Linked DNA regions of Gasterosteus aculeatus: regions 2 and 3 are each linked to region 1. Evidence: chromatin contacts called from public Hi-C data. All regions are on one chromosome and are shown on one strand. The core of a region is the stretch at or near the end of the contact, and the rest is flanking DNA. Distances in the headings are between cores, read along the strand shown. Region 1 overlaps atp8b1 (ATPase phospholipid transporting 8B1). Region 2 overlaps tcf4 (transcription factor 4). Region 3 overlaps tcf4 (transcription factor 4).

Region 1 (3,079 bases), core at 158-2,657:
GGTTGGACTTCTTGACCAGGTAATGAACCGGGCAAAATATTGCAGTTTCTGTCACGTTCACTGTGGATTCACAGCAAAGTAATCATTCCGCTCTGAAAGGACGCCGGGGGATGTGAAAGATGAGCCACTGTGTTTCAGGATTATTAAGGGAAACGACGTTTTAACCGTCCTCTTCTTCCTCCTCCCTCTGCAGGACGTAAACGACAAACTGAGCCTGAAATTCCCCAAACTCTATCTACCCGGCCAGCAGGGGCTGCTGTTCAACTACAAGAACTTCTTCATCAGCTTGTTCCACGGCATCTTCATCTCGCTCATCATCTTCTTCATCCCCTACGGAGCCTTCCTGCAGACCATGGGGCAGGACGGAGAGGCCCCCACCGACTACCAGTCCCTGGCCGTCGTCACCGCCTCCTCGCTGGTTTTCATCGTCAACCTGCAGGTGAGGTCCGCTTGTGAGGGCATGTGACCGCTTCATTAGAGTAAGCGCTGAATGGGAAACGAGGTTCTCCAACTGTGAGCTCCTGAAGGAGGAGTGTACGGATTGATGTGACGTGGACCCGCTGACCTTCGTTATCTCCTCCTGCTTTCCGTCAGATGTCTTTGGACACCTCTTACTGGACCTTCGTCAACTGCTTTGCGGTCCTGGGCAGCATCGCCATCTACTTCGGCATCATGTTTGACATCCACAGTGCCGGCATCCACGTCATCTTCCCCTCAGCGTTCACCTTCACCGGTCAGCAGCCTCCCTCCCTCCCTCCCTCCACTGGCTCTCTGGAGTTGCTTTAGAAGCTGCTTCTGAAATGTCTTTTTTTATTTTGAAGAGTTTTCCCCATTTCCCCAAGATTTGTATGAATTAGTATGTATTATATATTAGTATATCCATGAAATGGATAATCTGACACTCTTGTTTGAACCGATTTAGACTTGACTGTCTGCCAGATGTTGAGTTTCTGACCTGCAGCGTCCAACAGACGTTAAAGGGCCACATCCCTCCTGCTGTCCTCACTTCTCACGGCCCGTATGTATTCTGTGTATTTGCAGGTGCAGCGTCGAATGCCCTGCGCCAGCCCTACCTGTGGTTAACCATCATCCTGACGGTGGGCATCAGCCTGCTGCCCGTCATCTGCATCCAGTTCCTGCATAAGAGCATCTGGCCCTCAGTGGGCGATAAGGTACACGTCTCTAAACGGTCCCCTGTCCCGATGCAGCAGTGTTTCTCCAACGCTCCCTGGCTCATTTCCCATCATCCCTCGCAGATCCAGAGGAACAGGAAGAGGTACGAGATGGAGATGGAGGAGGAGGAGAGGAAAAAGCCGCCAACATTCCAGCGCGGCGGGCGTTCCCGCCGCTCCGCCTACGCCTTCTCTCACTCCCGCGGCTACGCCGACCTCATCTCGTCCGGACGCAGCATCCGGCGGCGCCCGGCGGGCCGCGGCGGGCCCCAGGAGAGCATCAGAGAGGTTCCCCAGAGAGCGGCTGAGAACATCTGACGGAGCAGAGCTGCATCCAGGAGGGCGTCGTGAATACGTTGAGGAGCGCTCGGTTTGTCTCTTCATTTTTTGGTCGGTGGAGCCGTTGTTCTCCTGTGGTCAATCAGTGGGGTCTGAGTTCACAGCGACCTCGTCCCTTTGGTTGATCTGAAACAGGAGACAAAGAGTCTCGTACCTCTAGGAAGGAAAGATGAATTGAGCGCTGCTGAATGTGCCGATGCTCCTCTGCCTCCAGTTCCCCCTCTTTGCACAGACTGTTCAGATGGAAGTGATGGGCGCCGTTACCGGGGCCGAGGTCATGCAGCGGCTGCGTGACTGATGATGTTTAACTCAGGGTTTGTTTTTGAATATAAGCCTTATTTTTACTCCTCTGGCTGGACGGGAAGCCAATACCTTATTTAATTTGTTTATTTTGGCAGTCATTGTTTTAGCCGGATGTTCGCAGAGCACTATGCTGTTTTATTCTAATTATAAAATATTTATACCGGTCAATTGTCCGTTACGTGCATGAAATCAGACATCTTTTACTTTTACTTCCGTCCATCTAAATGCGAAGCCAAGAATTTCCTTCAAAATAAACTAAAAGCTAAACAAGTCAAGATAAGCGCTTTTAATTTTTTTACTCCAATTAATGGTGGGATGTGGCTATGTAAGCTGGTTGGACGTGTCCCTAGATTTAAAAACGACATGTAAGTAGTTCCTCGTTCCTGTGCAGCATCACGTGTGACTGATGTCGTCACTACTTTAAGGAACCGGGACCTGTTTCCAACTTGAAGGCTTTTAAATACCTCTTTTCAAACCGGGATGCGGTTCTTTGTGGTACAGGTCTCCTTTTTGTCCCTTTACTTTTCCCCCATGTGCATAAACACGCTGCGTGTGGGATCCCCAGTTTGGCTTCATCATCAACAGTGTTTGCAAAATGTCAATTTGAGCGCTCCTTCCTTCTGATGGGGAAGGGAAGTTGCATCACGGGGGAAACCACAGTGAGGATCTCTGTGCCAACGAGGATGTTCTCCTGAACATCAGTCGGCTTCTTCTTCAAACAGCAGTGAGCCAGAACCGCCCCGTCCTCCATGCTAGGGTCACTGTATTGTTAGTGTTGATGTCTTTTCTTACTTTCTTACTGAATAAAATGAGGCAGTTTAGAGCTGCTGCTGATCGTACTGGGAAATGTTTGGTCATATGATGGTATTTTATCATGTGGTTGTTAATAAAAGCAAAGCGCTCGATGAGCAATCTGAAACCTCCGTTTGTTACTGTGACGCCTGCCGCTTGTTTTACGCACGATTGGTTTGAATGTGATGGAAACATTGAGCAGTGCATACACATAATGCACAGACCCAGTGGAAGGTTACACGTTTCTGTAACTTAGTCTGCATCAAGCGACTTAACCATGAATTACATAGTTCTGACTATCTGACAACTTAAATACAAAGATGGCAGAGAATCCATACATTTCTTTTTATAAATGATCGAGAATTATTAAATAACCAGGAACTACCTTTTTCCCCCAAAATGATCAAAATGTACCCGTATTCTGTGGAATATATTTTAACCCACAGATGTTTTCTGGTGAAATTGTTGCTGCT
Region 2 (3,079 bases), core at 195-2,694, 250 kb after region 1:
GATAAATGTTGCTCACAGTGATTATTTCCCTTTCTGGTTGAAACTGAGCAGCCTTCATACCCGCATTGATATTTCTCATCCAGAGGAACATTTGAAACATATGGATGCCGCAAGATTGTACATTATGTTGGGGTCATAATGATGATGATGCAAATGTGATGATGAACCAGACAAGTCAAATGTGGCCCAAGCTGTGCTGCAGGGTTTGGAAACATACGGTCATGTGATCCAGCAAAGCTTTTGTTTCTCTGTATCAGATCACTACAAAATCCTTCCTCCATTTTCACACTAAACAAACAAAGATGTTACTCCAGACGGGATCAATATCACGGGATTAAAAGCTTCATAATGTAGTCCCTTCGTTTTAATTTGGCACAAATAGAAGTATTATAAGAATAATCAAGAAGTCAAATAAACATCCATCCAAAGTGCTTCCTTGGGTCATGTCTGCCAGTTTGCCCTGGAATGGATCCTCGTCTGGATATTCACTTCCTATTTAAACTCACAAGTCTGTGAACTCAACATTATCACCACGTGACCAATCAGAGGTCTGTTTCCATGCCCTGCTCCCTGCTACCCCCCACTAAAGGAATCATCCGGTGTAGCAAGAAAATAACAACATATCCTCCTCTTCCTCCTTGCCCTCCTTCCCTTGCTTCCTCCTCCCTCGCTGGTTACCGCAGCAACAACGACGACGAGGACCTGTCTCCGGAGCAGAAGATGGAGCGAGAGCGGGAGCGCAGGATGGCGAACAACGCACGGGAGCGCCTGCGTGTCCGCGACATCAACGAGGCGTTCAAGGAGCTGGGCAAGATGGTGCAGCTGCACCTGAAGAGCGACAAACCCCAGACCAAGTTACTGATCCTCCACCAGGCCGTGGCCGTCATCCTCAGTCTGGAGCAGCAAGTGCGAGGTCGGTTTAGTGCAGACAAGCTCCCCACCGCCCCGAATACGCTTTATGATTATCTATTTATTTATTACAACAATATCAACAATAGGAAGTAGTATTCATCTTGAACCTTCTTTGACTGCAGTATTCCATTTTAGTAATTTGTGGATCTTAACGACTGGTAATATTCCATATTTAGTTTCCTCTGCTTTGAATCTGAAGTTACTTTGTATTTTGGAAATCGAGGTTCATGAGGTGAAAAGTAGTTCAACATATGCGGTGCTGAAAGAGTTCCATGAGAGGGCAGCAGTGGCACCTGGTGACTGTTCAACCCTGGCTCAGGTTCTTAGCTTTCCTACCCCCCCTCCCCCCCTCTCTCCCTGTCTCCCTCTCTCTCCCTCTCTCCCTCTCTCCCTCTCCCTCTCTCTCTCCCTCCCTCTCTCCCTCCCCCCCTCTCTCCCTCCCTTTCTCCCTCTCTCCCTCTCCCTCTCTCCCTCGCCCAGAGCGGAACCTGAATCCCAAAGCGGCCTGTCTGAAGCGCCGCGAGGAGGAGAAGGGCGCCGTGTCAGCGGACGGGGCTCCCCTCTCATTGGCCGCAGCGCACCATGCCATGAGCGACGCGTCAAACCCGCTGGGACAAATGTAAAACGCAGCGCCCCCCCTCCACCCCGAATGGTCAGAAGATTTCACTTAGAAACTAATCTGCTGTTGTACCTTTAACAAAAGACCTAAGAATCAGAATTCAGAAACCAGCTAACTGGTAAATCATTTACCATAAAGTTTGACTGAACTGTGGCAAAAGAAACATGTCGTCAATGAAAACAATTTGAGCTGAATATATCCTTCATTAACACATTTGCGCTCCCTCAAAGGGAAAAGGAACTTTCTATTAATTCATTGTCTGTGTACCTTTTAACAGAATTATAGAAACAAAAACTTCTGGTTCAGGAAGATTCTGGTAAAGCAAACACAGCGCCCTATTTGGCATATGTTAAGGAATAAAAATGCCTTTATTTAAATAGATGTTGTAGTAGTAGTCGAAGTAAAAGTAGTTTAAATGTAAGTGAATTTTAAATCAATTAATAAATCAACACCTATTGGAAATCATTCTAAACCCCACATTCACAGATGAAAAGGGATATATTGTTTTTACCATTATTATGCAGGTTAAAAGGTTAAAATTGACATGGACATCATGGACACATGGCAATGAGGTCAAATGACTCATTTGGAGAAGCTCCTGTTATTAATATCTGACTGAGCTGATGATCTGTGACGATTTAGTCCAAAATCAGAGGTCAGAACTTGAGTTTCTGTCGGGTCTGGTACATTTCAACAACAGATTGGCAGTAAGTGTGATTTTAATGTGTGACTGTGTGTATCTGTTGCTCTACTTTGTTCTGCAATTGCACAACGCCACATTGTTTCCTACGAATGTACCTTGTTAAAAGGAGTTTAACAACAAGACAGAGTGATGGAACACTGTGCCATAGTGCAACACTACATGGCTTCTTTCAAGTGTGTGTTGTGTGATCTTTTCGCCGATATGATATTCATAACTATGTTTTTCATTAGTGCACAACCCCCTGAAACTAAGAATGTACAATGTAATGACATTCATGGTCACCAGAGCATGAACACTAGTGTAGGGCTGCACGGTGTACGGGTTCAGACGGTGTACCGGTATCAGATTTAACTTTATTTATAACTTTATAACAACAAACACTCTTTAACAGGATAAAACACAACAGCTTGTCACACACAAACAATTTGCAACACTAATAATTGTACCTTTATAAAAATGACCCCGCTGAACTGCATGCTGGGTAAAGCTCACAACAAGAAGTAACTCTGCTGCTAGCAAGTTGGCCAGCGAGAGGCGAACAGCTGTTTGCAGCCACAACACGCTAACACGCTAACAAGCTAACTCGCGGCCAGCGGCAAACAGCTGTTCGGGTAGCGCCGGGCCTTTTCGGGGTGAATGAATTACCGTGATATACCGGGATACCGTCAGACTCTTTCCTAATATAGAGATATGGATTTTTAGCCATAGCGTGCAGCCCTACGCTAGTGATCTAGTGATGCCATCACTTTCAAACTGCCAAACTGTCTGTAGTAGTAGAAATGTATATTTCTTATCATTTTAAGGAAAACAACCAGAAAAGGATTCTTATGGACCCCTGAGTTTAA
Region 3 (3,079 bases), core at 253-2,752, 190 kb after region 1:
CGGCAGTTGCATTTGATAATTGTTACATTTAACATCAATTTTGTATTAATTGCAGACTTATAGGGACTAACGCTATAAAACAACGTTGTAGCGAGACTCCTTGTAGAGATTCAACATGTAACCATTATCCCACCGCTCAGATATTCCTGTTTTTATACTCGCTGCCAATAGCGACGAGAATGAAATGAGTGAAATGAGTCTTCGTGTATGTTCTCAGAAGCCATCTCTCTTTTGTGCAGAAAATTCAATTTCTTAATCATTTTCCAGAAGCATTTCTTTTTGATTATTTGTTCAGTTTTAGATTTCGAATTTTATAAGTTTATATAATATTTTTCCCCACCTTGTGTTTGGTGTTTCAACATCAGCGAGGCTCAATCGTTTTTGATAGAATTAGTTTAACTACAGTTTTAAATTGACCTGAACATCAAGGTGCTTTTCTGACCCTGAACTGCAGCTTTGGTTAGATATCCAAACCAATTCTACTGCATGGTAGAATGTTCTCTCCGGGGACTCCGGCGTCCTCCCACAGTCCAAAGACATGCTCTGGGGATCAGACTGGAGACCAGTCCAGGGTGGACCACGTCTTTCGGCCAGAGTTAGCTGGGATGACTCCAGCCCCCCGAGACCCTGTATGAAGGTTAAGTAGTTTGTAGATTAGATGGATGGACAGTGATCAGATTGAAGCTGATCACTGTCCTGTCTTTTGCAATTTGCAGGTCAACATAAATACATACAATCATACAATACAAAAGACCAATCATTTCATTGCCCTCTGGAAGCTCTTTCAGCATGTATTTTACTGATCAGCCATTTGTTAAATTGATTGTGTTTCAATGAAATAAGATTTCCGATCAATGAAACAATAGAATCTGAATTCTCTTAAGTACTTTCATCAAGGGGTTTTTGTGACATCACATAATAATTTCCCTGGTTGTAGGAGCCAAATGTTCACATCAAATGTCTTTATTTTATTCTGTACACTGGGTGGCGCTGTTCTTGGGTCCTGTGCGCACCTATATAATTGATTGGGTAACAATTAACATCAGGTGTTGGACCCAGAGAGCGGAAGGGTTTTGACCGCTGTCGCGGAAAGAGAGAGTTGGTTCCATTGGGAACAAAACATTATATGTAAGAAATAAACTAAGATTAACAACACTCAGAACGTGTCTATGGATTATGTCTGCAAGCCAAGATGAACGCAGAGGCGATTACGGCAGGCAGAACAGCGCGTCATACAGACCAATCCGGGGGGAATCCAGCACCACAGTAGCCCAGGTAAAAGGCTATTTTAATACTGGGTTTGGGCTATGAAATCTATGGATACACACACAAACAGACACACACACAAAGTATCTGCAACAACACAACAGGTCTGATAGATTCGTGACAGAAATGGGATATAAAAAACGTGATGATGGTGAGCGGGCCGGACGTCACAGGTTTACAGATGATCTAACACTGTGATGTTTTTGTACTGGATGTAACTGAAGACATGAAAAACACACACACACACACACTCTGCCCAGGCTGCACCTGCTCTGAGTACAAACACAGCTTTAGACAGGGAATGCTTGCAATGTGTGTGTGGTTGGGTGCCATGACAACACTAAGAGGCCAAAAACAAAGTTCTTTTTGTGACAAAATGAACCATTGCTAAACAGCCTGCACAAGTACTGTGTATTTGTACCTGCAGACATGTGAGGTCCCTCATTACATTACATTACATGTCATTTAGCTGACGCTTTTGTCCAAAGCGACTTACAATAAGTGCATTCAACCATAGGGTACAAGCTCAGAGGAACAAGAAACAAGATTTCATCAAATAAGCCAATTTACAATTTGCCATAGATGAGTGGCGTTATAAGTACAATTTAAGTGCTAAAATTTGTTAGTCTTTTAGTCGAGGTAGAGTCTGAAGAGGTGTGTCTTTAGTTTGCGGCGGAAGATGTGAAGGCTCTCTGTGGTCCTGATGTCTTCAGAGAGCTCGTTCCACCATTTCGGAGCAGGACAGCAAAGAGTGGAGACCTAGTCGAGTGTTTTGCTCTCAGTGAGGAGGAACAAGCAGTTTATCACATGCAGAGCGGAGAGTGCGGGTCGGGATGTCGGGTTGGACCAGGTCCTGGATGTAAGCTGGACCCCATTCATTCACAGCATGGTAGGTGAGCACCAATGTTTTGAACTGGATGTGGGCAGCCACTGGTGAAGAGAGCGGAGGAGTGGAGTAGTGTGGGAGAATTTCACAAGATTAAAGACCAGTCGAGCTGCTGCATTCTGGATGAGCTGCAGAGGTCGAATGGTGGTAGCAGGAGACCTGCAGGAGAGAGTTGCAGTAGTCCAGGCGTGAGATGACAAGAGCCTGAATCAGTACCTGCGCTGCCTTCTGAGTGAGAAGAGGACGTATTCTCCTGATGTTGTAGAGCGTGTATCTACAGGATCGTGTTGTCAGTGATGTTGGGAGTCAGGAAGAGTTGGCTGTCGATTGTGACGCCGAGGTTCCTAGCATTTAAAGTGGGTGTTAACACGGAGTTGCCAAAGTTGACCGTCACGTCCTGGGTCGGAGAGTCTTTTCCTGGAAAGAGAAGTAGTTCAGTCTTGTCGGGGTTGATTTTCAGATGGTGGGCGGATCCACTGAGAGATGTCAGTCAGACAGGCAGAGATCAGAGTGAGGGAAGGAGAGAATTAGTTGGGTGTCATCAGCATAGCTGTGGTAGGAGAAGCCTTGCGAGCGAATGACAGCGCCGAGAGAGTTGGTGTAGAGCGAGAAGAGGAGGGGATCCAGGACGGAACCCTGAGGAACTCCAGTAGTAAGAGGACAAGGTTCCGACACAGATCCTCTCCAGGTTACCCGGTAGGTGCGTCCGTTGAGGTAGGACGAGAGAAGGGAGAGAGCAGAGCCTGAGACACCAAGTTCCTGAAGGGAGGAGACACGGATCTGGTGGTTGACTCTGTCAAATGCAGCAGAGAGGTCCAGAAGGACGAGGACAGAGGAGAGAGAGGAGCTCTAGCAGTGTGGAGTTGCTCTGAGACAGCGAGGAGAGCAGTCTCTGTGGAACGGCCTTGAAGACTGACTGGTGGGGGT

What was found. Hi-C and Micro-C count contacts between places; a contact is called where the count stands out from the background.
Region 2: a contact with region 1 is called in a Hi-C map of skeletal muscle, with 6 times the contacts expected there. The contact joins two enhancer-like sites. A contact is called at or near these places in 2 of 6 Hi-C or Micro-C datasets (skeletal muscle and whole body).
Region 3: a contact with region 1 is called in a Hi-C map of skeletal muscle, with 4 times the contacts expected there. The contact joins two enhancer-like sites. A contact is called at or near these places in 2 of 6 Hi-C or Micro-C datasets (both in skeletal muscle).

The regions. Positions count from the first base shown.
Region 1 is chr14:17,391,459-17,394,537 of fGasAcu3.hap1.1, forward strand. atp8b1 (ATPase phospholipid transporting 8B1) reads left to right here. Exons shown (of 30, transcript XM_040198138.2): 26 at 1-19; 27 at 194-439; 28 at 595-733; 29 at 1,042-1,172; 30 at 1,257-2,733. The coding sequence ends at 1,490. Among protein-coding and RNA genes, the nearest start is that of atp8b1, 17 kb to the left of the region's middle. Within about 2 kb of position 1,408, at least 1 of the 9 cell types and tissues checked has open chromatin away from gene starts, as enhancers often do.
Region 2 is chr14:17,641,312-17,644,390 of fGasAcu3.hap1.1, forward strand. It overlaps tcf4 (transcription factor 4), which reads left to right. Exons shown (of 20, transcript XM_078088417.1): 18 at 684-913; 19 at 1,393-1,531. Among protein-coding and RNA genes, the nearest start is that of LOC120831919, 28 kb to the right of the region's middle. Within about 2 kb of position 1,445, at least 5 of the 9 cell types and tissues checked have open chromatin away from gene starts, as enhancers often do.
Region 3 is chr14:17,581,194-17,584,272 of fGasAcu3.hap1.1, forward strand. The region is part of intron 8 of tcf4 (transcription factor 4); the gene reads left to right. Among protein-coding and RNA genes, the nearest start is that of LOC120831919, 88 kb to the right of the region's middle. Within about 2 kb of position 1,503, at least 1 of the 9 cell types and tissues checked has open chromatin away from gene starts, as enhancers often do.